Linked DNA regions of Mus musculus: regions 1, 2, 3, 4, 5 and 6 are each linked to region 7. A link is a contact called in public Hi-C, HiChIP or PLAC-seq, Micro-C and capture Hi-C data. All regions are on one chromosome and are shown on one strand. Each heading gives the region's core, a stretch centred on a gene start, on an enhancer-like site or on the middle of the called end of the contact. The rest is flanking DNA. Distances are from core to core; before and after follow the strand shown. Region 1 holds the start of Slc35f3 (solute carrier family 35, member F3). Region 2 overlaps Gm31718 (a long non-coding RNA gene). Region 3 overlaps Gm31718 (a long non-coding RNA gene). Region 4 overlaps Gm31718 (a long non-coding RNA gene). Region 5 overlaps Gm46072 (a long non-coding RNA gene). Region 6 holds the start of Tomm20 (translocase of outer mitochondrial membrane 20). Region 7 holds the start of Tarbp1 (TAR RNA binding protein 1).

Evidence for each region. Hi-C and Micro-C count contacts between places; a contact is called where the count stands out from the background. HiChIP or PLAC-seq counts read pairs in DNA pulled down with a chosen protein or histone mark. Capture Hi-C pulls out chosen DNA fragments and counts their contacts.
Region 1: a Micro-C map of embryonic stem cells shows a contact between it and region 7, with 1.6 times the contacts expected there. The contact joins the promoter of Slc35f3 here to the promoter of Tarbp1 in region 7. A contact is called at or near these places in 5 of 39 promoter capture datasets (embryonic stem cells, hippocampal neurons, stem cell-derived epiblast-like cells and 1 more) and 3 of 484 Hi-C or Micro-C datasets (cerebellum and embryonic stem cells).
Region 2: a contact with region 7 is called in an H3K4me3 HiChIP or PLAC-seq map of stem cell-derived neural progenitor cells, with 21 read pairs. The contact joins the enhancer-like site here to the promoter of Tarbp1 in region 7. A contact is called at or near these places in 8 of 39 promoter capture datasets (embryonic stem cells, hematopoietic stem and progenitor cells, neural stem cells and 3 more), 3 of 15 datasets of contacts at CTCF or cohesin (the NIH/3T3 cell line, pro-B cells and stem cell-derived epiblast-like cells), 3 of 484 Hi-C or Micro-C datasets (bone marrow-derived macrophages and embryonic stem cells), 20 of 115 datasets of contacts at active chromatin or transcription factors (the 230-238 cell line, craniofacial prominence, embryonic basal ganglia and 14 more) and 2 of 9 other capture datasets (adipose tissue and macrophages).
Region 3: a FOXA1 HiChIP or PLAC-seq map of pancreatic cancer cells shows a contact between it and region 7. The contact joins the enhancer-like site here to the promoter of Tarbp1 in region 7. A contact is called at or near these places in 2 of 39 promoter capture datasets (embryonic stem cells and hematopoietic stem and progenitor cells), 1 of 15 datasets of contacts at CTCF or cohesin (the NIH/3T3 cell line), 3 of 484 Hi-C or Micro-C datasets (bone marrow-derived macrophages, embryonic stem cells and stem cell-derived neural stem cells), 13 of 115 datasets of contacts at active chromatin or transcription factors (the HPC-7 cell line, differentiating embryonic stem cells, embryonic stem cells and 5 more) and 3 of 9 other capture datasets (adipose tissue, liver and macrophages).
Region 4: a contact with region 7 is called in an HNF4G HiChIP or PLAC-seq map of pancreatic cancer cells. The contact joins the enhancer-like site here to the promoter of Tarbp1 in region 7. A contact is called at or near these places in 7 of 39 promoter capture datasets (3T3-L1-derived adipocytes, embryonic stem cells, epiblast stem cells and 2 more), 9 of 484 Hi-C or Micro-C datasets (the CH12 cell line, bone marrow-derived macrophages, embryonic fibroblasts and 4 more), 23 of 115 datasets of contacts at active chromatin or transcription factors (the 230-238 cell line, bone marrow-derived macrophages, craniofacial prominence and 15 more) and 4 of 9 other capture datasets (adipose tissue, liver, macrophages and 1 more).
Region 5: a Hi-C map of uterus shows a contact between it and region 7, with 17 times the contacts expected there. The contact joins the enhancer-like site here to the promoter of Tarbp1 in region 7. A contact is called at or near these places in 14 of 39 promoter capture datasets (the 3T3-L1 cell line, the C10 cell line, the HPC-7 cell line and 9 more), 22 of 484 Hi-C or Micro-C datasets (the 63-12 cell line, the AML12 cell line, the Ba/F3 cell line and 17 more) and 2 of 115 datasets of contacts at active chromatin or transcription factors (pancreatic cancer cells and stem cell-derived neural progenitor cells).
Region 6: a capture Hi-C map of macrophages shows a contact between it and region 7, with 6 times the contacts expected there. The contact joins the promoter of Tomm20 here to the promoter of Tarbp1 in region 7. A contact is called at or near these places in 16 of 39 promoter capture datasets (the C10 cell line, the HPC-7 cell line, the SN4741 cell line and 12 more), 1 of 15 datasets of contacts at CTCF or cohesin (the NIH/3T3 cell line), 8 of 484 Hi-C or Micro-C datasets (the HPC-7 cell line, the MNK3 cell line, bone marrow-derived macrophages and 4 more), 38 of 115 datasets of contacts at active chromatin or transcription factors (the 230-238 cell line, CD8 T cells, DN3 thymocytes and 25 more) and 4 of 9 other capture datasets (adipose tissue, liver, macrophages and 1 more).

What each region holds. Positions count from the first base shown.
Region 1 is chr8:126,136,761-126,140,451 of GRCm38.p6, forward strand. Slc35f3 (solute carrier family 35, member F3) reads left to right here and starts at 2,365. Exons shown (of 8, transcript NM_001363500.1): 1 at 2,365-2,415; 2 at 2,754-2,983. The coding sequence starts at 2,758.
Region 2 is chr8:126,883,082-126,886,552 of GRCm38.p6, forward strand. The region is part of intron 1 of Gm31718 (a long non-coding RNA gene); the gene reads right to left. Among named protein-coding and RNA genes, the nearest start is that of Gm31718, 24 kb to the right of the region's middle. Within about 2 kb of position 1,745, at least 153 of the 459 cell types and tissues checked have an H3K27ac peak or open chromatin away from gene starts, as enhancers often do. A contact at or near this core is called in adipose tissue, bone marrow-derived macrophages, embryonic basal ganglia and 7 more, where this site is marked.
Region 3 is chr8:126,807,067-126,810,966 of GRCm38.p6, forward strand. All of the region lies in intron 7 of Gm31718 (a long non-coding RNA gene), which reads right to left. Among named protein-coding and RNA genes, the nearest start is that of A630001O12Rik, 40 kb to the right of the region's middle. Within about 2 kb of position 2,440, at least 29 of the 459 cell types and tissues checked have an H3K27ac peak or open chromatin away from gene starts, as enhancers often do. A contact at or near this core is called in adipose tissue, pancreatic cancer cells and stem cell-derived neural stem cells, where this site is marked.
Region 4 is chr8:126,901,301-126,905,153 of GRCm38.p6, forward strand. The region is part of intron 1 of Gm31718 (a long non-coding RNA gene); the gene reads right to left. Among named protein-coding and RNA genes, the nearest start is that of Gm31718, 5.1 kb to the right of the region's middle. Within about 2 kb of position 2,566, at least 32 of the 459 cell types and tissues checked have an H3K27ac peak or open chromatin away from gene starts, as enhancers often do. A contact at or near this core is called in hepatocytes, liver, pancreatic cancer cells and 1 more, where this site is marked.
Region 5 is chr8:126,078,198-126,081,603 of GRCm38.p6, forward strand. All of the region lies in intron 1 of Gm46072 (a long non-coding RNA gene), which reads left to right. Among named protein-coding and RNA genes, the nearest start is that of Gm46072, 7.0 kb to the left of the region's middle. Within about 2 kb of position 1,549, at least 2 of the 459 cell types and tissues checked have an H3K27ac peak or open chromatin away from gene starts, as enhancers often do. A contact at or near this core is called in uterus, where this site is marked.
Region 6 is chr8:126,944,040-126,947,751 of GRCm38.p6, forward strand. Tomm20 (translocase of outer mitochondrial membrane 20) reads right to left here and starts at 1,882. Exons shown (of 5, transcript NM_024214.2): 1 at 1,565-1,882. The coding sequence starts at 1,685. LOC115486982 (a long non-coding RNA gene) reads right to left here and starts at 1,558. Exons shown (of 2, transcript XR_003947623.1): 1 at 1-1,558. It overlaps LOC115487043 (a small nucleolar RNA gene), which reads right to left and starts at 941; the gene lies at 808-941. Rbm34 (RNA binding motif protein 34) reads right to left here. Exons shown (of 11, transcript NM_172762.3): 11 at 3,133-3,712.
Region 7 is chr8:126,472,672-126,476,476 of GRCm38.p6, forward strand. It overlaps Tarbp1 (TAR RNA binding protein 1), which reads right to left and starts at 2,394. Exons shown (of 30, transcript NM_001159907.1): 1 at 1,584-2,394. The coding sequence starts at 2,394. It also overlaps the pseudogene Gm6091.

The sequences.
Region 1 (3,691 bases), core at 1,115-3,614, 340 kb before region 7:
TCTGTCACTCCAACCACAAAGGATCTGAGGCCTTCTTCTGACATCCATGGGCCCTGCATGCATGTTGTGCATTTACACGCATGTAGGCAAACACACATATAAAATTACAATAAATAATCTTTGTTTTTAAAAGGCTGTAGAAATCTATAATATATGCAGATTATCTTCCCTGTTAGGCAATGGCATTGATTAGTCTGACTCACAAAACTGTGTTCACGCAGATGAGTGTAATCATTGAGATTTATTATGAATAGAAAATGTTAAACTCCTGACCTCCTTCAGGTAATGACTATAATTGTTTCTGACACCGGATGCTCCTGGAATGTCTGGCTGTCACTGTCTTGGTCCCAACCCTGAAGTCACTAAAAGATGAACAAAGTGCCAAGGAACCCAGATGGAGCTGCCACCTGGTCCTTTCCATCACTGACCCAGAAACCCAAGGCAGAGTCTTGAGACAAGAATATGTATACATTGAGGTTCAAAGATACCTTGGTTACTAACAATGCGTTCAATTTGAATTTCATTTCTTTCACTTGATTTTGTAATTAGCCACACTTTTAGGATCCTGTAAACAGTACTGTGTTTTTGTTTTTGTTTCAAATTCCAGTTGTCCATTGTAGACAGATAGGAAAGTGGTTAAGTTTTGTACATTATCCTTGAATCTTTCAGCCTTTTAAAACACCAGTTATTGTGTTACTTCATGTAACTATGGCAAAATACGAGACAAAAGCAACTCAAGGAAGAAGGATTTATTTTGGATCACAGTTTAAAAATACACTCAGTCCATTGTGGTAAAAAAAAAAAAAAAAAAAAAAAAAAAAAAAAAAAAAAAGACCTGGTGGAGGGAGCCTGAGGCAGCTGGTCACGAGGTAGCCACAGGGCATCGGGCACATAGTGTCAACAGACAGAAGCAGCTGGTCACATGGTATCCACAGACAAAAGCAGCTGGTCACGAGGTATCCACAGACAGGAAGCAGAGAAAGATGAACACAAATGCTCAGCTCATTTTCTCCTTTTTAATCAGGCCAGGACCCAGCCCATGGAATGATGCTGCCCATATCTGAAAACTCCCTCATAGACATGCCCAAAGGTTTGTTTCCATGGTAATTCTAACATCAAATCGACAGACAATCAAGATTGACATCACAGTTATTAATTCCGAAGTTTTTTTGTTTTTTGTTTTGGTCAGCTCTGAGACTTTCCAGATCTGCTTGGCTGTCATCTAGGAAGACAACTTCATTTTTTCTTTCACTTCTTCCTATGTAGCAGCCATCGTCTTCCCTTTCTTGTGTAATTTAATTGTCTAGGACTGCCGGTAAGATGTTGTAGAGGCACAGCAAAGGTAGGAAGCCCTAGGTTGTCTCCCAGCAGGAAAACTGGAGTTTCTTACCTGTTTGCAGCAGGTTTCAGCAAGTTCAGCAAGTTGAGGAAGTGAGTTCTATTCTATTCCCAGTTCTCGGAGGAACAATATATCTTTTCCTAAAGTAATACATAAAGTAGCGCAGGCGGTTTGATCTCTTGGGGGAAATGTATCTCACACTCAGAAAAATGTTGGAATAGAATCTAGCTATAATTCATAGTAACCTTTCGGGACGTGATAAGGCTATTTTTCTTCTCTTATATATCTGCGTATTTTCTGACTTTGCGCTCAGTGCAGAAGAGCAGTATGGAGGGTGATTTGGAGGTCTAGAATGGCTTAGGAACAAGACACAAAAACTGATCGGAAGCTAGGTAGGACGACAGTCTCTGTAGAGGGCACTGAAGCAGTTAGTGCCCTTTTCCTTGAGCTGTGTGAGCTGAGGACTGGGCTTGATCCAGCAAATCAATTGCCACCTATTCTAAATAAGCCACTTAGTGTGCACTGTGAAATGCCAGGTTAGTTTGCTGTTTGCTTTCGTAGTAGCAGCGCTCTTTGGGGTGGCGCGCGCGCGTTTGTGTTTGGGGTGGGTGTTGGGGGGAAAGACCGAGAGACTCACGTGTCGAAACCAGAACGCCAGGACCGTGACAGGTCCCGCGCCCTAAGGTTGCAGAGCTTGCGGAGCCTGGCACACTCCGGGCTGCGAGGATCTGAACGCGCGTCCCCGCCAGGTCCACGCGCGCCGAGGCCGCCACAGCCTCGCGTCCCGGTGGCTCCGGAGCGCACTACCGGGCGCGCTCTCCGGAGCCTGGGCGTCCGTGACCGCGAGTACTAGGGCGCCGGCGGTGGCAGGCAAGGGGCGCGGCGCTGTTCTGCCACCGGCTCCGGGCAGCGGGCGCGGGCGACCTACGGGCGTCCAGACCTTTGTGGCGGCTGCCGGGAGCTCCGGCCGCGGCTCCCCTCGGCTCCAGCCTGGGCGCCCCGGGCCACTCGCTGCCGCCGCCCATGGGGATCCGAGAGTTTCCCGGCGGCGCTTCCAGGACCAAGAGCATTGCTGTGTGAGTAGAGCTGCAGGCGCGGGAGGGCAGCAGGCAGGTAGCCCCCGGGCATCCGCGACCCTGCCTAACCCGCACTGCTGCTCTCCTGGTGGGAGGGAGGGACAGAGGGACGGTCGTGTGTGGCGGAGCTTGGGAAGTTTCAGCAGCATCTCCGGGCCACTCGCCCTAGCTCACGTTGCCAGAGGCGCCCAGAGTAGGGCGCGGGACCCGACGCCGAGGTTCCTGGGAGCAGGGCACATGGCAAGCAACGCGAGGGGAGTAGCCGTGGGTCCTCACCAGTCCTCACTGACATCTCCTCCTCTCTGCCCTTGACTCATCCCGCCTTCCCGCGGCCTCAGTGGCATGAGGAGGTCACCGGACGTCAGCCCGCGGAGACTGTCCGACATCAGTCCTCAGCTCCGGCAGCTCAAGTACTTGGTGGTGGATGAGGCGATCAAGGAGGATCTGAAATGGTCTCGCTCTGTGGAGGATCTCACCAGTGGACCGGTGGGACTCACATCCATCGAGGAGCGGATCCTGCGCATCACAGGCTACTATGGCTACCAGCCCTGGGCGACCAGCTACAAAAGTAAGACCCCCCCTCCCCCGTAATTCCCTTGCCCACTAGTGGTCTCCCTGCCAGAGACACAGCTACCAGGGAAGCGCACAGGGATGGTTCACTGAACCCTCTCTTCTACATGCAGATAGGCAACTTTGATGAAGAGGCCTGGAGGCGTTTCTCAAGTCCTGAAAGCAGAGGTGGAGGTGGGAGGGAGAGAGGGGGAGGGGGCTTTGTGTTACATTTTCTCTGACACCTCCCTGACCTGTGTCCACTTCTGAGTGATTCTGAGGGTAAGCCTGTTGTGTCTATCAGTGAGAGCTGCTTCAGAGAACTGGTCTGTGTGGGTTTCTCATTGGATCCTGGTGCAGTTAGCTCAGGAGAACTCAGCCCTTGGGCCTGGAATTTAATTAATCTCTCAGGAGAAGTGATAAAGATTCATTGGATCTAGCTCCGTCTCTTTGGTTTAGGATTGTATGGGTCCTAAGCGAGAGGATTTTGTTCAGATCTTTCTAGGTATTTGAGTTTCCGGAAGATGAGTTCTTGGGGCCAGGTTGGGGTACCTCAGACTTCACCCTGAGCCTCAGCTGATGACCTTGGCTGCAATGGTGAGGCATGAAGAAACTACCTGTGCAGGCAGGACTGACTTGCTGACATCTATTTTGTTTTCTTTGGAAGGTAGAGATTTGCCAATACAAACTCAAGATATTGTTTGAGATATTACCAGGGTCCCGAGTT
Region 2 (3,471 bases), core at 495-2,994, 410 kb after region 7:
TCCACTGGAGCTGGAATTATAGGCAACTGTGAGACACCTGGCCCAAGTACCAAGAATCAACTGCATGAGTGGTGTGTACATTTTAAAGCTCTGAGACATCAATGTTTGCTTTTTAAGTTACCTGGTCTATGCAGTCTTGCTATGGGAGCCTTAGTACCTAATCCAGTCTGATCATGCTGAAGGGAATCTGCCTCTCAGATTGTCCCCAAATCTTCCTCAGTTACCCAAATAAAAGGCACCAGACAAGATCCTCATTTAAAGCAATAGTAAATTGGTTCAGAGAACCAAGAATCTGATGAGGACCAAGGAGCTAGCTTAATTGTTCAAGTGCCTGTCACTCAAGGATGAGGATCTGAGATCAATTCCCAGAAGTCACATTTTAAAAAAAGCTGAGTGTGGTGATGACTACTGTGCTAGGGAGGTAGAGATCAGCCTGACCCAGAGAAGCTCACTAGCCTAACCTGCTAGATGATTTCCAGGCCAGTGAGAGACCCTGCCTCAGAACAAAAAGACGACTGGCGCCTGTGATATAACACCTGAGGTCATCCTCTGCACCCATGCATCTTACCTGCACACGTGCATGTGCACCCACACATACAAAAGGTAACAGACTAGGAGAAGACTTGAAATTTGTGTTCAGTCATTGATGGAAGGCTTGGAGTGATAGAAACACCTCAAAAAAAGAAAGTAGTAACCCAGACACTCTGTAAGACCCTTGAGCGAGCTCAGCCTTTGATGACTGCCATTTTGCACACCCTTGACGCTTCTTAGCTCCTCTTCTAGAAGATGCAGTTTCCCCCGTGGAACTCTGGGAATGAAGGTTACCATATCCAGCCCTGTACACTGGTTTAGGGATTTAGCCCAAGGCTGGTGCTTTAAAAAAAAAAAAAAAAAAATCCTTCCTTTAGCCTCCCAGAGACAGGCTGCTCATTTCCATTGCTAAGGTGGAGGAAGAGATAAAGGGATTTATTATCTGAACATTCCAGGGCCTCCCAAACAAATCTGTTCCTCCCTCTAACCACCCCCACCCCCCCGCTCCCCAAAAAGCTGGACCGAGTTTTAAAACATAAGTGTGTTTTGTTCCCAAGCCAGCTTGTCCGTCTCGGCGGCACTCATACACGCAGGGCCTCCTTATCAAATCACAGACTGCTAAGTCACAGAGCAGGAGAGTTCTGGTTCAGCACACCTCATGAGCTGCAAGCCCCAAGAAGGATGTCTGTGTCTGCCTTGCTTGTCATTAGCATCTCATGGTCACATGGCAGTGCCTGCGTCATTCAACCACTGGCAAAGAAAACAGAATGAGGTCAGCCACGAGGGAGAACAAACGGCATAGCTCAAGGAGCACAAACGCAAGCCTGGAAACTTGGGGGGTTGGGGGGGCAGGCTTGTGAGGGGGTGAGTTGTGGCTGATCACAGCCTCCTGGTGGTCCCTCTCTGTGTTCCCTGGTGTTTGCACAGCCCAGGTTACAAATCTGGGCATCATCACCACCAATATCCCCATAGTAAAGGTGACAGACTGGACAGAGCATGCCACATCCCTTGCAGCAGGGTAGAGTCTGGAGCCGCCACGCACCCTCCCCTTCCCTTGTAGAATGGAAGGTGCCAGCCACTTGGGGGTCAGAGTTTGAGGGGAGGCTCTTCTGAGGAATGTGTCTGTGGAGAAATCCATGCTCCCTAGAGGGAAGTGGGGACTGTCCCTGCACATCAGACTGTGGCAGAGCTTACCCCAGGATGCCCTTTAATGAGAGCAGAGAAGACTAGGCCCTTTGCCAGCCAGGACCTCAGAGTCTAAATAGGGTTGCAGTAGGCTGGCAAAGGTCCCTGAGGCCTGTAAATGTGAGGAATCTGGTGGGGGTTTTGTTTGTTTGTTTGGTTGGTTGGTTGGTTTTGTTTTCTAAGGAAATGGGTCTTTGCAAATACGAATAAGGACTGTGAGATAGAACAGTTATCCCAGGTGCCTCACAACTGAGAAGGGCAAAAGCCCCCATATACAATGACTTGTGTACTTAAAAGACAGAGGCCGGGCAGTGGTGACACACGCCTTTAATCCCAGCACTTGGGAGACAGAGACAGGCGAATTTCTGTGTTTGAGGCCAGCCTGGTCTACAGAGTGAGTTCCAGGACAGCCAGGACTACACAGAGAAACCCTGTCTCGGAAAAACAAAAACAAAAAAAAAACAAAACAAAACAAAACAAAAACAAAACAAACAAACAAAAAGACAGAGGCCAAGTGTATCAATTACTTCCTTAGTTGCTGTGACAGAATACCTGTTGAAAGCAACAGAATACCTGTTGAAAGCAGCTTCGGTGAGGAAAGGTTTATTCTGGCTCACAGTCGAGAGGATACAATCCACCACAGAGGGGAAGGAGAGCAGGAGGCAAAGGTGGCTTGCCACTGTGGCGGCACAATCGTGAGGTGGATAGTCACATCCCACGCGCAGTCAGAAAGCACCACAGCGAAAAGCCTCTGGAGAAAGGAACCTCACAGAAACGTTGACCTCAGCCTTCCAGCCTCCAGAGCTTCGAGCAAGAAGGTCTCTGCTGACCAAGCATGGGAGCATGGGCAGACGAAGACACCTCATACATAAACCAGAAGAGGGTAGCTCTTAAAACTTAAAGTCCACCACCACTCCCACTCTCACCAAGCCACTCCCTCCAGCTGAGCTGCTCTACCTTCTGAAGTTTCCACACCTCCCAAACAGCGCCATCTGTAGGCAACCAAGCGTTCAAACACAGGAGCCTAAGGGAAGTGGTGGTTGAGGAGCTGAGGCCACAAACTAATCAATGGCAGACAACACCCCACCCCACCCACCCCCAGCTGGAAGGGATCAAAGTGGGTCCTTCCCTGGATCCTTGGAGGGAATGCAGTTCCGTGGACACAGCCAAACGAAAGTGCCGTCAAACTTCTGCCCTCCAGAACCGCGAGAGAACAAACTGCTGTCTTATGTCTCTTTGTGACAGCAGCCAAGAGGACATCATTCATTATACAGAAGCTGACGACTACCTGCTTGAGTGTCAGAACCAGAAGCAAGTGTTGGGTTGGGCCAATTTCTGCCTCAGTGCTTGTCAGGGCCAGTCTAGTCAGGGTCTGGGTCAAGAGAGAACGCTAGTATGGACCACTGAGTGCCTGAGTCATGGAGCTACCAGAAAAGGTAGGAACCCCACAGGGAGGAACCACAGGTAAGCCCTGTCTAGAGACCCAGACCTACCATCCTAGCTACTCTGGAGGCTGAGGCGGGAAGAAAATGAACACAAAGCATACTTGGGCTACAGAGTACATTCAAGGACAGCCCAATGAGACCTTGTTTCAGTAAGAAAGGCTGGCAATACCAGACAGTGGCAGAGCCCTTGCCTAGCCAAAGACCTGGGCTCCATTCCCAGCACAGGAAGAAGATGAAGGTAGAAAAGGTCTCGAGTGGCCACACAGAAGGGGGTTAGAGAAGGGCCGGGGGCAGGTATCTACTTCAGCCA
Region 3 (3,900 bases), core at 1,190-3,689, 330 kb after region 7:
ATCTAAGATAACACAAATCAAGGATTATAGCAGACTCTGCTACACCATTAAACTTCACTAATACACACACACACACACACACAGAGAGAGAGAGAGAGAGAGAGAGAGAGAGAGAGAGAGAGAGAGAGAGAGAGAGAGAGAGAGCAACTTTCCCTCTGGCCAAGATCTAACCAAATCATTATCTCTTCAGGCTGCAGTGAAGATTAAGTCAAAAGCCCTGTTGACTGTACATGCAGTAGCTGGCAGGTGCTCACAGGGAGCAGCCTGGCTGATCCTCGTCATTTGTCCTCCATGTCATGACAGTCCACACCAACGTGAGGGCTAAACACAGTCACTCTAAAGTTCCAAAGTGTCCCATGGCTATTATTAGGCTGTGACAGGCAGCAGAGCCAGGAGAAGTGACCTGGCTCAGAGGACCACAACCTCTGAACGAATGTCATCATCTCCCCAAGTTCCTGAATCCATTGCCACTAGGTTGGGACATTCTCTTCAAGGGCCAGCTCCAAAGCTGGGTTGTAGGAAGTTGTGCAATCGGTGAGGTTCGCTGGCAAGGGATGACTTTCATCTTTTACACATTGACCCTCATGTTCCTGGAAGCTAAACGGGATGAACGTTTTGTTCTTCCCCCAAACACCCCGCCCCTTCTGTCCTCTGTCCTTCAACCAAACCATGTGTGTGTGGCACCCACAGTTCTCAAGAGACCTGGCCAGAACCCCAATTGGCACTCACATGCCCCCTAGAGCATGCACACATACAGCTCCAGAGCTTTTTTCTTTTAAATCCTTACAGCTGACCATTCCCTGTCAGATCCATAGAAGCCAGAGTATAGGGACCAAGTTGCAGGTCATAAAAGGCATTGGCTGGACTACTCATTTCTCAGGGACAAAGGAACCAGTACCCTCTCAGAGGCCATGGTCCAAGGCAGGGAGAGAATGAGGAGCCATCCTTCCATTACCTTTAGGAGATGGTGATGAGCAGCTAGAGACACTTTTGTTTAGGTCATAGGCAAAGTGGTCTGGGTACATACAAACCTGCACCAGATGTAGTGTTCACAGGACTGTGGTGGGATGCCAATAACAGCCCGAGGTTGGTACTTGGCAAACATGGGTGAGTAGACGAGGGGAAGTCTGGGGAGCAACTCTGTAATGATGGCCGCTCACACTGTTGTGGCTGGTGGCTTCCTCAGTAAAACGTATTTGAGCAAATGGAGCTGCACTTTCTCCAAAATGGTCCCACATTGTCCCCTCTAGTCATTCCCCTTTAGCTTGGGACCTTTATTAGCTTAGCTTTCTGTCCCCAAATGAGAAACTATCCTGATTTTCTTCCTTCCTTCCTTCCTTCCTTCCTTCCTTCCTTCCTTCCTTCCTTTCTTCCTTCCTTCCTTCCTTCCTTTCCTTCTTCCTTTCTTTCTTTCCTTTTTTTTTTTTTTTTGGCTCTGTTATCCCTACACCCACTTGTCAAGCCTCTGACGATAAACTTCATCAAAACAGTACGCATGTATTACAACCTCTGTCCTAGAAAAAAGACATTCACTGGGGCCTATGTGTGTTTGCAGAATGGTTTCCAAATTTGACCTGTGTCCCCAGAGCTGAGATCACCAGAGAGAGCTGTTACTACATCTCTGTCTTCCCCCAGGCAACGCACAGAGGCCAGAACGCCATGTGCTGAGAGCCATGCCATCCTCCAACTCCTTTTGCCCTTGGGATCAATGGTCCCCAAAAGTGTGTGGTGGTTGGACACCAGAAATACAGTGTCCATGAGAGAGAAAATGAAGCTGGGGAAGGTCACTGCTGAGATCTGCCCCTAGTCCCTGTCCACAAAACCCTTTCCCCGTTGGAAGGCATTCCTCTGTCCAGAGACTGGTTCTGTAACTTTGTTGCAGTCAATCTCCAAGGCAGGAAGGACTCCTTTAGTGTGTTCTTTGTTTTTCTGCCATACCTGTACCATTTACCAACCTAAGGTGGCTTACCAGGCCTTATTCAATTTTCTAGTCTACCTTTGTATGAGTCGATTTTCTATTGTTATAACAAAAATACCGATGCCAGGGTACTTTATTTAAAAAAAAAATGTTTATTTCACACAATGTTGTTCAAGAGCATAGTGTCAGCTCTGGAAAAGGCTCCCTGAGCATGCCAGATCACAGAAGATGACATCAAGGGAAAATCACATGGAAAGACAGAAAGAAATGGGAGAGGGACCAGTCTTTCTCCTTTATTAAAAATCATCTCTCAAGAACCAAGAAGGTTATCAGGAGAACTACACTAATATCTCTCTCAGGCAAGACCACCGCTGACCACTCATCTCCCATTAGGTCTGGTCTGCAGGCTTGGGCAGTGAGTAAGTCTGGGGTGTGGGAGAGTATTGGAAGAGCTGTGGAGTCAGGCAGGGACTGGGTGAAATGATTAATCTCCATTGAAGAGCAAACTTCTAAAGCATGAACTTGTGTGGGCACACTCTGGCCATCATCCAATCCAAACACCCACCATTGTTGGCTTCTCTGTCCACTCTCAGCAAACCACCAGAATGTTCACATTCTCTTTATTCCCTAGCCAGCACCCCTCAAGGGCTCATCACCCCAGACTCAGACTCAGACTCAACCTCTTCCTCTCATCCTTCTCCTCCTTCTCCTCCTCCTCCTTCTTCTTCTCCTCCTCCTCCTCCTTCTCCTCCTCCTCCTTCTCCTCCTTTTCCTCCTCCTCCTTCTTCTCCTCCTCCTTCCCCCCTTCTCCTCCTCTTTTCTTCCCCCTTCTCCTCCTCCTTTTTCTTCCCCTCCTTCTCCTCCTCCTCCTTCTCCTCCTTCTTCTCCTCCTTCTCCTCCTCCTTCTCCTCCTCCTCCTTCTCCTCCTCCTCCTTCTCCTCCTTCTCCTCTTCCTCCTTCTCCTCCTCCTTCTTCTCCTCCTTCTCCTCCTCCTTCTCCTCCTTCTCCTTCTTCTCCTTCTCCTTCTTCTCCTTCTTCTCCTCCTCCTTCTTCTCCTCCTTCTCCTCCTCCTTCTCCTCCTCCTTCTTCTCCTTCTTCTCCTTCTCCTTCTTCTCCTTCTTCTCCTTCTTCTCCTCCTCCTTCCCCCCTTCTCCTCCTCTTTTCTTCCCCCTTCTCCTCCTCCTTTTTCTTCCCCTCCTTCTCCTCCTCCTCCTTCTCCTCCTTCTTCTCCTCCTTCTTCTCCTCCTTCTTCTCCTCCTCCTTCTCCTCCTCCTCCTTCTCCTCCTTCTCCTCTTCCTCCTTCTCCTCCTCCTTCTTCTCCTCCTTCTCCTCCTCCTTCTCCTCTTCCACCTTCTCCTCCTCCTCCTTCTCCTCCTTCTCCTTCTTCTCCTCCTCCTTCTTCTCCTCCTTCTCCTCCTCCTTCTCCTCCTCCTTCTTCTCCTCCTTCTCCTCTTCCTCCTCCTTCTCCTTCATCATCATCATCATCATCATTCTCTCTCCTCTTCCCTGGGCCCACCTTGCTGCGTGTCAGAGTTGGGAGAGATGCTGGCATCCTCTGAGCCCTCCTGATCCACAGGCAGCTCAGGTTGAGAGATGCTCACAGCTAGAAGATCACTTGGCACCTGCTAGTGAAGCTCACTGTGAGTCACACCAGGTCTGGGCAACCAAAATGACCAAGAATGCATTCCTGCCCTGCAGCAGCTCAGGAAAAATGTAGGCAGTGAAAAAAAATGGGCCAAATCCATCCGGTCGGCATCTGTTTTTGTACACAAAGTTTCACTGAAATACAGCCATGCCATTCACCCGTGGCTATGTAACCACACAGAGAACACACTGAACAGTTGGGACCAGACATATGAGATGCAAATCAGAAAACATTTACTACATGGTTTTATGCAAAAACCATCTGCCTGCTTCAATGCGATTACGAAACACCAAAAGACGGACCCTTGTCCTATGTCCCAGGTATTGCCGCACATGCT
Region 4 (3,853 bases), core at 1,316-3,815, 430 kb after region 7:
TTTTTCCTCTTCTTGTGGCAGCTGACTGACCCTGCTGGCTTTCTATCTATAATTCTTTTTTTTAAAAGATTTATTTATTATTATATGTAAGTACACTGTAGCTGTCTTCAGACACACCAAAAGAGGGCATCCGATCTCATTATGGATGGTTGTGAGCCATCATGTGGTTGCTGGGATTTGAACTCAGGACCTCTGGAAGAGCAGTCAGTGCTGAGCCATCTCTCCAGCCCCTCTATCTATAATTCTAACAATTTTTTCAAGTTTTCTTTTGAATCCATCTTAAATTTCTTTATCTGTGAGACAAGAGAAGGAGCCTGAGTTCCAATCTGGTTGCCTTCTGGAAGTGGGGTCATCTGTGAAGGGAAGGGAATTGGGGCTGCAAAGAGTGTACAGCAACAGCAGAGACAGGCAGGTGAGGCTACACAGCCCTGCCTCAGGTCTGAGGTCATGGCCTCTGTTCCCAGGCTGCCCAAGGTCTGAGAGTTCCCTAGATGTTTGTCCACCTGTTTGAGTAACAGAGCCCTGTCTTGTCCCCATAAAGAAAGGGCTGTAGTCCACACAGTGATATGCAAATGGTGTTTACCCAGGTGGGGCACCTTGTGAGACAGGCTCTGGCAGAGTCCTACACTTAAGGTCACTTTATGCCAATGTTCTACTTCTTCTCTGGGCTTTAAAGGGAACCTCTGGGTCTAACCACAGTACGATGAACATACACAGAATTAGTTGGAAGAAGGGAAGAGGAGATGTGAGGGTAAGAGGAAGAGAGACAGAGAATGAAGTAGCTCTGAGTACAATGTCTGTCTAGCTCACACAATAGAATAAATACACACAACAGAGTAAAAAGAAAAAAGTCCTGGGCTTGCTACAACTGGCCAGACGAAATCTTCCTCTGAGGTAGTGGTCCTTAATCTTCCTAAAGCTGCGACCCTTTAATGCAGTTCCTCATGTTGTGGTGACCCCCAACCATGAAATTATTTCATTGCTACTTCATAACTGTAATTCTGCTGCTGTTATGAACCGTAATGTAAATATCTGATATCTTATTTGTGACCCCTGTTTAAAGGGTCATTTGACACCCCTCGGGGAGTCACAACCCACAGGTCGAGAACCACTGCTCTCAAGACTGGAGATGTGGCTGAGCGACTTGAAGAGAACCAACCAGCATTAGATTCCTAGCAATCACATCAGGACGCTCACAGACACCTATAACTCCGGCTCCAAAGAATCCAACATTTCTCCAAGGCACCTGCACTCACATGCGCACACACACACACACACACACACACACACACACACACACATACACACACTTTAATAAAGATAATTTTTTAAAATAAACCTTTCACTAAGTCATTTTAATGCAAACTATTATGATGCTAGCATTAGTTTGTAAGAAGCATACTTGTATTTTTTTATTTGCTTATTTAGTTTTGATTTTTCAGTATTGGAGATTGAATACAGGGTCTTGCATAGGACAGGCAAGCATTCTATTACTGAGCTACATCTTTCTAGATTTTCTAAAATTCAAATTTCGACACAGGGTCTCACCGAGTCAGCCAGACAGAACACAACTGTTACAAATCTGTATGAGTTGCTGAGATTACAGGTGTATACATCAGGCCCAGTGCCGAGCCTTGCACCTAGGCATAACCTGTCTGACAGAAGGCCCTTGGTGCTTCATACTTGTATACTAAGTACTTCCTATTGATTGATTGGTGGCCAGCTGCATGAAGACACACTTCCTTTTGGAAGGAGACTGAGCAGCTCCGGGTGCTCACATTGCTTAGAAAGCTGTCAGTACAGTGATGGTCCAGGCTACTTAGTTCTCAGCACTGCCCTATGCTTGCTTCTTATAAACTCCATTTGCTTTACGCCCCTGGACTTAGCAGAACACCTGCTTTGGAAAGGGTTTGGTGATAATTGAGGTGGGAGGTAGACGGATAGGTAAAAGAGTAAAGTTCACCCTGGATAAAGAAAGGCTTGGGAGCAAAGGTTACAACCAACAGAGGAAGCACCTAGGGGTGCGCATTCACAGGAGGGAGGCCAGCCTTTGAACCACCTGAATATGCAAAATACAAACACGTATCAGCAAAGGAATTTGGCACCAAACATGTGACATATCTCATGACCTGTTTATAGGGATTGTTCTGGAAAATGAGAAAGACTCGGGTGTCAGCAATGACTAACCTTGTCAGCTGAAGAGAGGAAAAGTTAACCCCCCATCTGGCTTCGGGGCAAAGTCAGACCAGCATCCAGGACAAGTTCCGTGGAGGCTGGCAGCTGTGTGGGATCCTTTTTTTTTTTTTTTTTTTTTTCTTTTTTTTGCTGAGTGCCTAGTGCTACACTATTCCATTCGCAGCACAGCTAGTGACCACAAGAACTCAAGGAGCTGTCATGCCACCAGCTGTGCTGTGACTAACAGCTACCTGGGGGGTCCTGATACTCTGTATCCCAAAACTTCTCCCACAACCACCCAGCAGCTGCCGACCAGTGTACTGGGCCAAACTAGAACTCACTCCAAAGCCCCAGGTAGGAGCATGTCCTACCTGAGACATCACCGAAACAACAGTCCAGTAGGAAGGAACATAGATCAATTGCCTTTGACCATGACCAATGGACACAGTGTTTTAGACAGTGTGGCTTGTGTGTCCGTGTTCATGTGTGTGTGTGTACACCTAGGTGTATGCCCATCGAGGCTAGTGATCAGCCTTGGAAGACAAAATGCTGATTCTCATGCTTTTGTGACAAACACTCAGCCGCCCGTGACTGGACTACCTCCGCAGACCTTGGTTTGCTTTTCTAAACAGTGTGTGTACACACAGGGCTCTACTGTTTGCACATACACACATCACACAGCTGCACATGGCTGAAAGCAAGCATGCCGGTAAGATCGAGGAGAGCCCCAGGGTCCCAACGGTCGGCTGGGTTGGCTACACAAGCTCAGCAGATCACATCTCCTTCAGCAAAATGAAACTCAAGGGATCAGTGTGAGGATATGACATGGCCAATTATCAGAGTCTTCCAGCCACATACAGGGAAATATAAGAGTTCCCAGGATCCTGCCTGGTGTGCCTCTTTGGCTGTTATCAGCTGTAAGAAGTTCCTGAAGACCAAGTTCCTTTGGATGTACCTGAGCTATTCCAAGGCTAACTTCAGCACACTTACTGAGCATCCACCACGTGTGATGGAGTGCACCAGAAACTGTTCTGTACCAAGGTAGGTCTTGCCTTCGGATGTTTGTCATGCACAGTATGAGAGGATCACACATAGCAGCCTCTAGCCCCAGAGTGCTCTCATTTACCAACACTCATTCCCACCCATAGTGTGAAGCTACCTCATGGGAAAGCCCCAGAAGTAAACAACTAAGGCACATAAGGTGATGTCCCTACTCTCCAGGACACCACACTTAGGTTGTGAATTATCCCCTTGTTTGGGACATGCTGGGTTTGCTACCCGCCCATCATCCAGCACCCAGTTCTGCAATCACACAGATGGTCTTGATATTGAAACGCTTAAATATTCAGGAAAAAATGAGAGTCTGTCATAGGCACGTATGTACGAGGTGTGTGTGTGTGGTGTAGATAACGTTCAGTACAATCAAAACTCAGGAAAACATAGCAGGCGAATTGTGGCTCTGTCTTTCTGCCCCATTACAAACACCATTACAAACACAGGAGCCAGCACAGCTTCTCCACAGAGAAGCAGCCCCCACCACGTGCAGCCAAGCAAAAATCCTTTTAGAGACAGACTTTTGAGGTCATTTTGAGGACTTTGATAATGCTTAGAAATTTCAAGCCTAGAAGATCAAAAGGCAAAAAGACATAAACACATCCAGGATTTTAAAGACTCGGGT
Region 5 (3,406 bases), core at 299-2,798, 400 kb before region 7:
CTTGTGTCCACTATCTGGTCAAAGCCTGAGACCAGTAACCAATACAGTCATTGATGTTTGGATTCACCCATAACCTGAATTAAATGTCAGTTAAGATGGCCAGTGAAATGGTCCTTTTATGGCTTTAGAATCTGCTGTCTTTTTAGGGTTTTGAAGGGAAGTTTTACCATGCCAGCTATTTACACTAAGATATTGGAGCACATAAACACTGTGGTCGGTGTGGGTGCCCTACATAGGGAGAATGAGACCAGAAGGAAGCAGCAGCAGTGGGGGGAGTGTCAGTAAAGAAACACTGTCAGGGCAGAGATGAGTATGAGAGCTCATGGCAAGGATACAGCTCGGCTTCAGATGTCTCAGAAGGCCATCCCTGGCTTCGGTAGACGTGCATCCTCAAAGGTGTTTGTTTTGATGTTACACACACAGGTAGGAAACTACAAACAAATGAATGTGCACAAGGTTGACAGTTCCAGATGGGGCGCCTCTGAATGATGGCTGGAATGCAGCCATTGAAAATATTGACTTAATCTATTCAGATTCCTGAGGGAAAGCACGTTCTGTGGTTGTTTACAACAGGGCACAAACATATATAGAGGCTTGAGTTTTATATAAACAAATGACACAGACATGAATAAAGAGAGCAGGAAGAAGTAAGACAAACAATTATTTTTTTGATATTTACATATATTATTTTTAATTACTTGCTGGTGTGTGCCTGTGTGTTGGTATGTACATGTGAGTGCAGCTGTCCACAGAGGCCAGAGGCTTGTGTCCCCTGGAGCTACAGAAGGCTCTAAATCTCCTGATGTCAGAACCAAACACGGGTCTCTACAAGAACAGCAATATCTCCTACAACCAAACCTCCTCTCCAGTCCAACAATTCCTAGTAGCAATTGAGGCAGGCTAAAATAGTGTGTGTGTGTGTGTGTGTGCGCGTGTGTGTCTGTCTCTGTGTGTGTGTGTCTGTGTATCTGTCTGTGTGTGTGTCTGTGTGTGTGTCTGTCTGTGTGTGTGTCTCTGTGTGTGAGTGTGTGTGTGTGTCTGTGTGTATGTCTGTGTGTGTGTCTGTGTGTGTGTCTCTGTGTGTGTCTGTGTGTCTCTGTGTGTGAGTGTGTGTGTGTGCCTGTGTGCACACAGGCTCATGTGTTTGCCTGCAGTGTCTTCCTCTGTCCTCTTCCCACTTCAGTTTTTGTTACAGAACCTAGAGGTTGCCATTTCTGCTGGACTGACTTGTCAGCAAGCTCCTGAGTCCCAGTTGCTCCTCCATCTCAGCACTGATTTAGGAGCATGCACAGCCACCCCCAGCTTTTTCATGGGTGCTGGGCATTAAACTCAGGCTCTCACACTTGTACAGAAAGTCCTGTGCTCTTTGACGCAGCTCCATGGTCGCCCCCACCTTTTTTTTTTCTTTTATGTAATTTGTTTTTAAAAACCACAAAACCACAGAGGCCATGCACCCTTGTTTAATTTGCAATGACCTCTAAAGACTATGAAAAAGGAGAGGAAAACCAGAGAGGCCTTCAGTCTGCAAAAAAAACACCTCACATCACTGAGATTTCCCTGCTGATAGTTGGGATGTTTGAGAGCTCTGGGGCCTGGTTTTTGTTCTGGCTCTCATGGTGGACAGAGGGCAGATGTTTTGCTTGGGGTTCAGCAATTCTAACCCTTCCTTCCTGTGATATGAGTGCCTTGGGGTACTCCAGTAAGTCATAATTTCTCATCTTGTTCTTGCTTAGACTGGTCTTGAGGCAAGCGGCAGCCCCCAGAGCTGTTAGCTACTCCATTCCAATTCTATAAGTGTGCATCTGACATTTTTACCATCTATAGTTTTCTTTTATTTTATGTTATTTTCAAAACATGCACATATGTACATGTGTCTTGTGTGCACAAATCTGTACATACCTGTTGGAATTTGTATGGCCATATGTGTCCAGAGAGAACTTGGAGCAGAAACGATAGAGAATGTTGTTTGCTGGATTCCTCACAGGCTCATGCATAGCTAGCTTTCTTATACAGTAAGGACCAGCCGCCCAGGGAAAGGTGCAGCCCATAAAATACTGGGCCCTCCTACACCAGTAATCAAGCCCCCACAGACTCTCCCACAGACCAATCCTTTAATGGAGACTTCCTTCCCAGAGGACCTTCTCAGAGGTTGTGTCAAGTCATGCTTGTTGCATGTAGCCTTTGCTACCCCGCTTTAAGCTCCAGGCAAACTGTACACTACCAGCCCCCACCCAAATTACACACACACACACACACACACACACACACACACACACACACACACACCAGTTACTCTTAAAATGCCTTTGCTAACTCAAAGACTGGGCACTGCTAAATCTCCCCTGCCACCTCAGGCACAATTGGATAGGTCATTGGCCATTCAACTTTATCTCCTGCAGCTACTGCCTCCTTCTTACCCAGATCCCTGCATCCTCATTCGAAACTCTAAGTGTCCCGCCCTGTCCTCATCAAGAATCAATTGGGGAACATGACCTTAGCATCAGAACCACCCTTAAGCCCCTCCCCATAACAAATCATTCACAGAATGAATTTTCTTTGGTTACTGAGCTTAAGTTTCTAAGTTTCCATATCTGCTTTATAAGAATGTGTTGCCTCTGAAGCAAATGGTTGTTGTTTTTAACTGAAGTGCCCAGGGAAATGAGGAGGTTTCATGATACAACACTTCTATTGTCTATTTACTCCTCCATAGAACACGAGATCTCAAGGCAGATAATTTCTTCCCTGATGTAGTGAAAGCTCAACCTTAGTGCAGTAACGGGCATGTTGAAATGTGCTGTGTGCTGTAGTTCTTAGCCCTTCTGGAATTCACCCTGCTGAGCAATCTTAGTCCTTATAATCCATCTTCCCCCATTCTAGAAAGGATTCATTTAAATTTAAGTGAGGTTAATTACAATTTGTGTCTGTATATATGTGCAATGCTCAGGTGTATACAGGTGCAAACAGATGTGCTAGTGTGCATGCATATGTGTTTACATGTGTGGAGGTCAGACAGCTACCTCAGCTGTCATTTCTCAGTCAGCACCCACCTTGTTTTTTTGAGACAGGGTCTCCCATTGGCCTGGAATTTGCCAGTAAGGTAGGCTGACTGGCCAGTGAGCTCCAGGGGTCTACCCATATCCAGCTTTTTTATGTGGGCTCTTCTCCAGTCTGCTCAGCCTTTTTGTTGAATAAATGCTAATAGATCCATGGTTGCTTTCTCAAATGCCATCTAGAACATTCACCAAGATGCTGTACTTGGGGGAACAAGGCATGGCAGTGAACTTGTGCTCCCTCTAGTGACATTGAAAGAGCACAGCACAGCTGTTAAAATGTCAGATGTCAGGGTGGAGCTCTCTCAATGGCCATTTATTTCAAATTGTAGCCACAATAGCAGAATATTCCACTC
Region 6 (3,712 bases), core at 632-3,131, 470 kb after region 7:
AAACTCAGAAATCTGCCTGCCTCTGCCTCCCGAGTGCTGAGATTAAAGGCGTGCACCAACACGCCCGGCTTCAAAAGTTTTAAACAACCATAATTTTCCTGAAACAACTTATTTCTTCAACCAAAACCACTTTCTCAAGATTTCCACCAAGGCTTTCCAAAGGAATCAATCAGCCTGCTTAGCTGTCTCCCAATGTGTAGACCCACAGCCCCAAGACACTGAGTAGACTTGTGGACCCAAAAGTCACACTTAACAGTCCGCATTTATGGAGCCTTCCGTAGGTCAAGTACTTATCCCACCTAACCAACAAGAGGCAGCTTGTACCACCGTACTTTACAGTTAAGGAGATTTTTAGTGAATGCTGCTGGTCAGTACGCAATCTGGTCCCCAAAACGCAGTCTATAAATCCAAGATGCATTCTTCGCATTACTCTACCTAGCCATCGGACAAAAACACACTCTCCTTATCTCCCCACGTGAAGAAAACGATGAGGCTACTTGGGGCCTACGGGCTCAAAAAGTCCTGGAAGTCCTATAATGAGTATTAAAGGATGTACGTCTAATTCATTAGTCTCCGACCATATATAACTACGAAAAATTAAAAAACTCATTTAGAAATTCGAGAGAATGGAGTAACTGACTGACTGCAGCCCCCAAGAAAGCGAAACAAAAAAGGCCAGATTATTCCAACAAATGTGCTTTCAGACTATATATTGAAAAATAAAGAGTCTCTGTAAATTCATGGGTGGATCACATGTCCATGACTTCCCAAGGCGTGCCAAGATTTCCCTCCGGTAAAACTCTTTGAAGATGTCGCAGGTATGAAATAAGACTGAGCCACGTGAGGAGCGCAGCCCTTTGGACTCCCCCGCACTTTGTCTAGCATTCACTCATATCTTGGAAGCACCAGAGCAAAGCTGCCAAGAGGGTTTAAGAATGCAAGGACGACACCCCACTGTGCTAGTGCTGGGGCAGCACCGTCGACGGGTTTGCTGAATAGAGCACCACCGCCTTCGGGGTAGGCACCCGTCTGAAAAGCTAGCAATGAGAGGCACCAAGAGTTCGAAGCCGACCTACCAACTGCAGCAGTCCCCTGTCGTAAACACACATAAAGAATGATTGTTTTCAACGGTGACTGTTATAGAGAAAGGCTCGTGCCTGTTATCACAGCACTAGGTTGAAGCGGGGGGCTGGGGAGGTGGTGGTGGTGCTGGCTGCCACGAGGTCGAGGCTAGCGCGGGTTACAGCCTGAGCTACACAGGAGGACCCTGTCTTCAACACAAGTTGAGTGGGGGGGAATGGAGCTGGGCGTGGTGAGACCTTGAAACTGGAGGATAACCACCTTAACCTGAGCTAAAGACCTGTCTCCCACCCCCCATCCCCCAGAATTACAGAGCTGGGGAAAGGCAAAAAAGTGCTACCCCTCCCCCGAATCAGCATGCATTCCACCGCCAGCAAGATGGAGCCAGGTCGCCTCCAAGATGGAGGCCCGCGGGCACAGGCGGGACCCTGGCCGCAAGAGCGCGACGCCGGGGAGCACTCGGGGGCGCGCGGGGCCCACTCACGTTCTCGAAGCCTGTTCTTGAAGTTGGGGTCACTCCGCCTTTTGCGGTCGAAGTAGATGCAGTACCCGATGAAGAGGGCACCGCACACGCCCGCGGCGATGGCGCTGTTCCGGCCCACCATCTTCGCTCGACTGGGGCGTACGCCGGGCCGCGGCAGCCCGCCTGGCAGCGGTTAGCTCCGACCGATCGGAGCACGCCGGCCGCTCGCAGCCGCCTGCCTCCAGTCCAGACGGAAAAGGCCGAGCGCGAGGACTTCCGGCGCGCGAGGACCCCGGGGGAAGGTCCGCGGCGGGCTGTCCGCGGCGGTGCCTGCGCGGGAACGCCTGGTGCGCACGCGCAGATGGACCCAGTCTGCGCGGCTGAGACGCCAAGCTGGGGGCGGGGCGTGCACTGCAGAAGGATTTGTGCGTCATCCCGTGACCAGGGGGTCAGGGGCAGCACGTGTTTGTGGCGTGCTGAGTCAGAAGCCTCTAATCCACTGTCCTTGCTAATGAAAGACGAAGGTGGGAGCCGGCTGAGAACAGCATCTCATCTCACTGTGTCCTTCAGGAAGCCTGTGACTTGAAGTGCATGCGTTTGCTTTTTAGGTTTTTGAGACGGGCTCTCCCCTTGTAGCATAGTAGGGTCTGGAACTTGCTGTGTAGTCTGCCCTGGCCTCGAACCTGCAATCCTTTTGCCTCATCCTCTGAGCTGTGGTTTTAAAGGAAGACCTGAGCCGCCTGATCTGGCAGTATTTGCTTTGTAAATTGCGTTGTGACTGAGATTAGACACAATGATTGACTGCAAAATAATTTTATGATGTAGCCCTGGTGCGGAGAAGAAAAATGGGTTAATTCGTTCAAAAAAATTTAACCTGTAAGGAATGCAGAAGGGCAAAAAAAAAAAAAAAAAAAGTCTATGGGTGGCCCTGATTTGTGCCGTCATTAAACTGCAGTCTTGTCGTTCTCTCCCTCCTCCACAACCCCCATCAAGATTCCCAACCAGCTCGTTACTAATGCTCGAACCCACCCACCACACTTGTGGCTGGCTTTTGAAGGAAAGGCAGTCTGGTACAGCAACTGCTCCCTTCACTGAGGAAACATCGAAACCTGGGACAGTGACAAGCTATGCTGCAGTCTCTGAGAATTGGGTACAGTGATAAGAGGTAGCCGATGCAAGCCTTTCCTGCACCTCTCATTGTAAGAATGCTTTTTTTTTTCATTTATGCATATGAGTGCTCTACCTGCATGTACACCTTCGTACCAGAAAAGAGCATTAGATAGCATTACAGATGGTCGTGAGCCACCGTGTGGTCGCTGGGAATTGAACTCAGCACCTCTGGAAGAATAGCCAGTGCTCTTAACTGCTGAGCCATCTCTCTAGCCCCTTTAAGGATTTTTTGAAGCTATGTTAAGGGAGAAAAAAAGTTTACAAGAAAAAAATGTTTCATACTCATGACTAATCAGTACTTAGCCAGCACTTTTATAACAAAGCCAACTTCTATCCACTCTTGACCACTTATATACATAGTCTTGTGGCTATTAAGTATTTTATCAGATAGAACGTACCAAGAAATTACACTAAGCATCTTTAGAAAATTTCCTACAAAATACATTTTTTAATGATTTACACAATCATAGTAGCACACACATTCTAAAGGAGGAATTTCAACAGTTACACAGTACCGAATTCCAAAGTATCTAGGGCCAGTGAGATGGCTGAGTGAGTCCATGCTTTGGAAGGAGAAAACTCCAGAGTTTTCTTCTGGCCTCCACATTCACATCATACACATATTAAATAAAGTTACATCTATGCATGTATATAACCTGCTCACTCACAGGAGCTGTAAGTTGTACATAGATTATATATGCACGCACAATCTAATGTTACATCTTTATATAGTTTATGCAAAAATGCTCCAGAGTGATCAGGTAAAATTGCTGAAATTTAACTGAAAAGGTTCTAAATACTGTAAGGAAAACCAACCATAAATTATCCAGTCTTGGATACAGGAAATAGAGCTTTCTCTGCTGTAAAAGCTACACACTTTTATTTATTTTTTAATATTTATTTAATGTGAGTACACGGTAGCTGACTTCAGACACACAGCAGAAGAGTGCATCGGACAGATGGTTGTGAGCCACCATGTGGTTGCTGGGAATTGAACTC
Region 7 (3,805 bases), core at 1,144-3,643:
CTGACTGGCCTGTAGGCAAGCCTCTGGGGGAAATCTCTGACTCATGATTGATGATGGATGGTCCAGCTCTCTGTGGGTGGTGCCAAACCTGGGCAGGTGGTCCTAGATTGTCTAAGAAAGTAGGCTGAGCAAGCCAATAAGCAGCACCCCTCTATCATCTCTGCATCAGTTCCTGTCTCCAGGTTCCTGCTAACTTCTCTCAGTGATGGAGTGTGACCTGAGAGAAGTGTTCTGAAATAAATCCTTTCCTCAACAAGTTTCTTTTGGCCATAGTCTCTATTCCAGCAACAGAAAAAATAACTAAGACAAACAGACAAATGGTAAGTCCCAGAGGTTCCAAGTCAAGAAGAGAGAAGGAAAAAGGAAGCAAGGGAAGAAATAACCACCTGATTACTCAAGAAAACTTCCCCAAATCAAAGCTCATTGACTTCCAGACTGTGTAGGTGCACATGGATAAAAAGGAGGTTCCAGGATGCCAGGGCCCTAAACCCCTGGTACCCTATAGAGAAGTCACAGACTGCCCTTGAGCAGGATCCAGAATTATCTCAACTTCAAAACAACAAGAGTAGCATCTCCAGCTTCTAGATGGATGGATGGAAGCCTTTAAAATGTGGATGGAAATGTCTCCCCCATAGAAGTTGGACCTGAGCAAACTATCACTCAAGCCCTAAAGACAAAACCAAGCTGTTTACAGTCCCAGCTCTGCTTTGAATGCAGGAGGCCCCAAGAGAGCATTCCTGCAGAGACAGGAAAGATGGATCACCCACAAAACCACAAATGTGCAGAGACCATGAGGAAACACAATTCCAAACTTCAGAAAGAAAGCGTCTGAATCCTGAGTTCCAGATTCAGAGAGAGCAAGCGAGAGAGACCCTGGCCCAAAAATAAAATGGAGAATAATCAAGGACAACACCTGTTGACTTTAGGCCTGGGCGCAAGCACACACGATGACTTAAGGGTTATGTTTAGAAAGCACTAACTAACCCTGCTCCTAATATTCCTAAAGGGAATGTCAAGGGATTAATATTTGATTCCGTACCTCGAGTTTCAAACATTAACTTGGGTTACACAGCACCCTTCTTTCAGTTTGATACGGATGTCAACTTTTTTTCTATCAGGATGTAAAGGCGTGGAGCAGGCTTGGTTTTACACAGAGCATGCTACCGCGTGTGCGATATCTTAACCTTCACTGGGTCCACTTTTCCCAAAGTGCAGGAGGAGGCCGGTGTAGGGTACCACATGCAAGTGTCAAATCCGCTCAGGATGAGGTGGACGCCCCTTGAAGGCTGGTTTGAGGTAGCAGAGTGTGGCTGGGGCAAAGAGATAAGTAGGTGCCAGTCTGGAGAGATGGTTCAGGGGTTAAGAGCACTTGATGTTCTTCTAGAGGACTGGAGTTTGACTCCCAACACACACATCAGGTAGTTCACAATTGCCTTTAACTCCAGCTCAAGGGGATTTGATGCCCTCCCAAGCATACGCACGTGATGCACATAAACTTACACAGGCACGCGCGCGCGCGCGCACACACACACACACACACACACACACACACAATTTTGTTTTTTAGAGAGACAAGTGGGTACCTTTTGTGTCCTGGGGGCTGCAGGAGCAGTCCACCGCCAGCTCTGCAGACACCTGTACAGCCCTCTGCAGCAGGTAGCGCGCGCGCTTTCGCGTGAGCCCGTCCTGCGCGCGGCCCAGCCCCGCCTGGACGGTTCTCCAGAAGCGGCCGCAGAGACGGGCGTCGAGATCCCCGTGGCGCTCATGGTTGGTCAGCAGCTTCTCGGCCAGTGCGCTCAGCACCAGCAGTTCTGGCCCAGTGCTGCCCTCAGCTCCCGGTCCCGCGGAGCTCAGCGCGTCCCACGCCGCACGCAGAGCCGGTTCTGCGCTCTGTGCCAGCGCGGGCAGCAGGCGCGCTCCCACGGCCGGCGGCGCGTCCCCGGCCAGCGCCAGCTCCACAGACGCGCGCCCCAGGCGACGCAGCAGCGGGGCATCCTCCGGCGCGCGTAAACACGGCGCCACGGCGGCCAGCAGCTCCACGGCTGGCGCGCTCGGCAGCTCGCGCAGCGCTTCTTCGGCCAGAGTGACTGCCAGCTCCGGTCCTGCCAGGCGCGCGCACGAGCGCAGCGCCGCACTCGCCGCTCGGAGCACGCGGGGCCTCGCAGGCCCTCCGCCCTGGGACGCGTGCAGTAAGGGCACCAGGTGGTCCCTGGCCACCTCGTGTGCCGCCTTGGCCAGCGCGCCGGCGCCCGCGCCGCGCTCCTCCAGCCGCTGCAGCACCAGGCGCAGGGTCTCCGCCCGCTCCGCACTCGCCTCCCCGCCGCACAGCGCGCCCAGCAACTCGCCGGGCTCCCGACTCTGCGTTAGAAGCGCGTCCGCCAACACCCGCTCCATTTCGCGGGGAGTAGACCTGTGCGCGTGCGCCGGCCACCCTAAGCGCGAGTGCGCGTGCGCGGCGAGAGGTTCCCACCCACACATACCCTGCCCGGCATAGGACCGCATAAGGTTCCTTCAACTTTGTTGGGAGTGTGATGCCTCCTGCCACTCACAGTTTTTAGTAAAAAGAGTTGCTGCAGACATAGTATTACACCAGTTCCGAAGTTCCCGATTGGAAATAGGCCTAGGGCCTAAATTTTCTAGCTGGCCCTAAATTCACATAGATATCCTGCAATCCCCCCAGATGGCTGCTTTTTAAAAGGGTGCATGTTAAGAGTTACCACAAAGTCTCTAAAACAATGGATCACAAATGAAATCTGGATTTATGTTTTGAAAATAAGTTATGAGAGCTGAGAAGATTGGTCAGTAGGAAAAGGGCATGTTATGAAAGCATGAACATCTGAGTTAGGATCCCATGGAGAGGTAACTACCATCCTGCGTGGTGGAGACACATCTCCCCGCCGCCCCCCCCCTCCCCGACTCCCCCGAGTCGCTGATGAGCCAGTATGGCTGAGATCAGTTCCAGGTCCAGTGAGAGAGCCTGACTCTTTTTTTTTTTTCATTAGTAGTAAACTTTAATATTGTTCACTTTGCACAAGAAAAGTGGCTCACTAAGAGCTGGGGTTCTGAGGAGAGAATGTTTAGGCATAAATGGGGGAGCTGTGAGAGGCCTGGAGCCTTGGTGAGGGTGGGGCTCTGAGACTGAAACCCAGCCACCAACAAGGAAGAAACTAGCCCCACCAGTGTCACAATGGTGGACAGCTCTGTCCTCACCTTTGGCTGAACGCGGGACCCCTAGCCACCAGGCAGGGTCTGGGCTCCAGCCTGCATTGAGGCATCTTGGCAATCAAGAAGGGAACTGAAAACGGCTTCAGCGAGTGGACGATGGATGAGCCCGTTCAAGGCACAGTGTCCATTAGGAATGATAGGCCCGCGCTCCCCCTGCTCTCTGAGAGTCCAACCTGGGTAGGAGCTGGCAGGCCCCAGGTCCCCTCAGTTGGCAGAGTTGTATTGTAGGACTTGCTGAGAGGCAAAGAGCTTCTTGACAGCCAAGGCCTCTCCCGGCTGCCCCAGCACCAGACAGTTCTCTTTGTTGTCTGACCCAGCAGCCTGGGCTGAAGACTTCTTAAAGTAGCACAGGCGGCACACGGAGTGATACTTGTCGGCTCCGCCAATCACCTCCACCTCTTTCTCCAGACCCAGCCTCTTCGTGTAGGCAGCTTCTCGGAAGCACTCCATGCACACAGCGGTGAGCTTCACCACACTCTCCGCCAGGGGCACCAGGTTCAAGATGCTGCCGAAAGCCTTCCTCTGGAAGGTCCCATCCAGTGCTGCCACAATTACTGTCTTGCCCTCGTTGGCCATCATT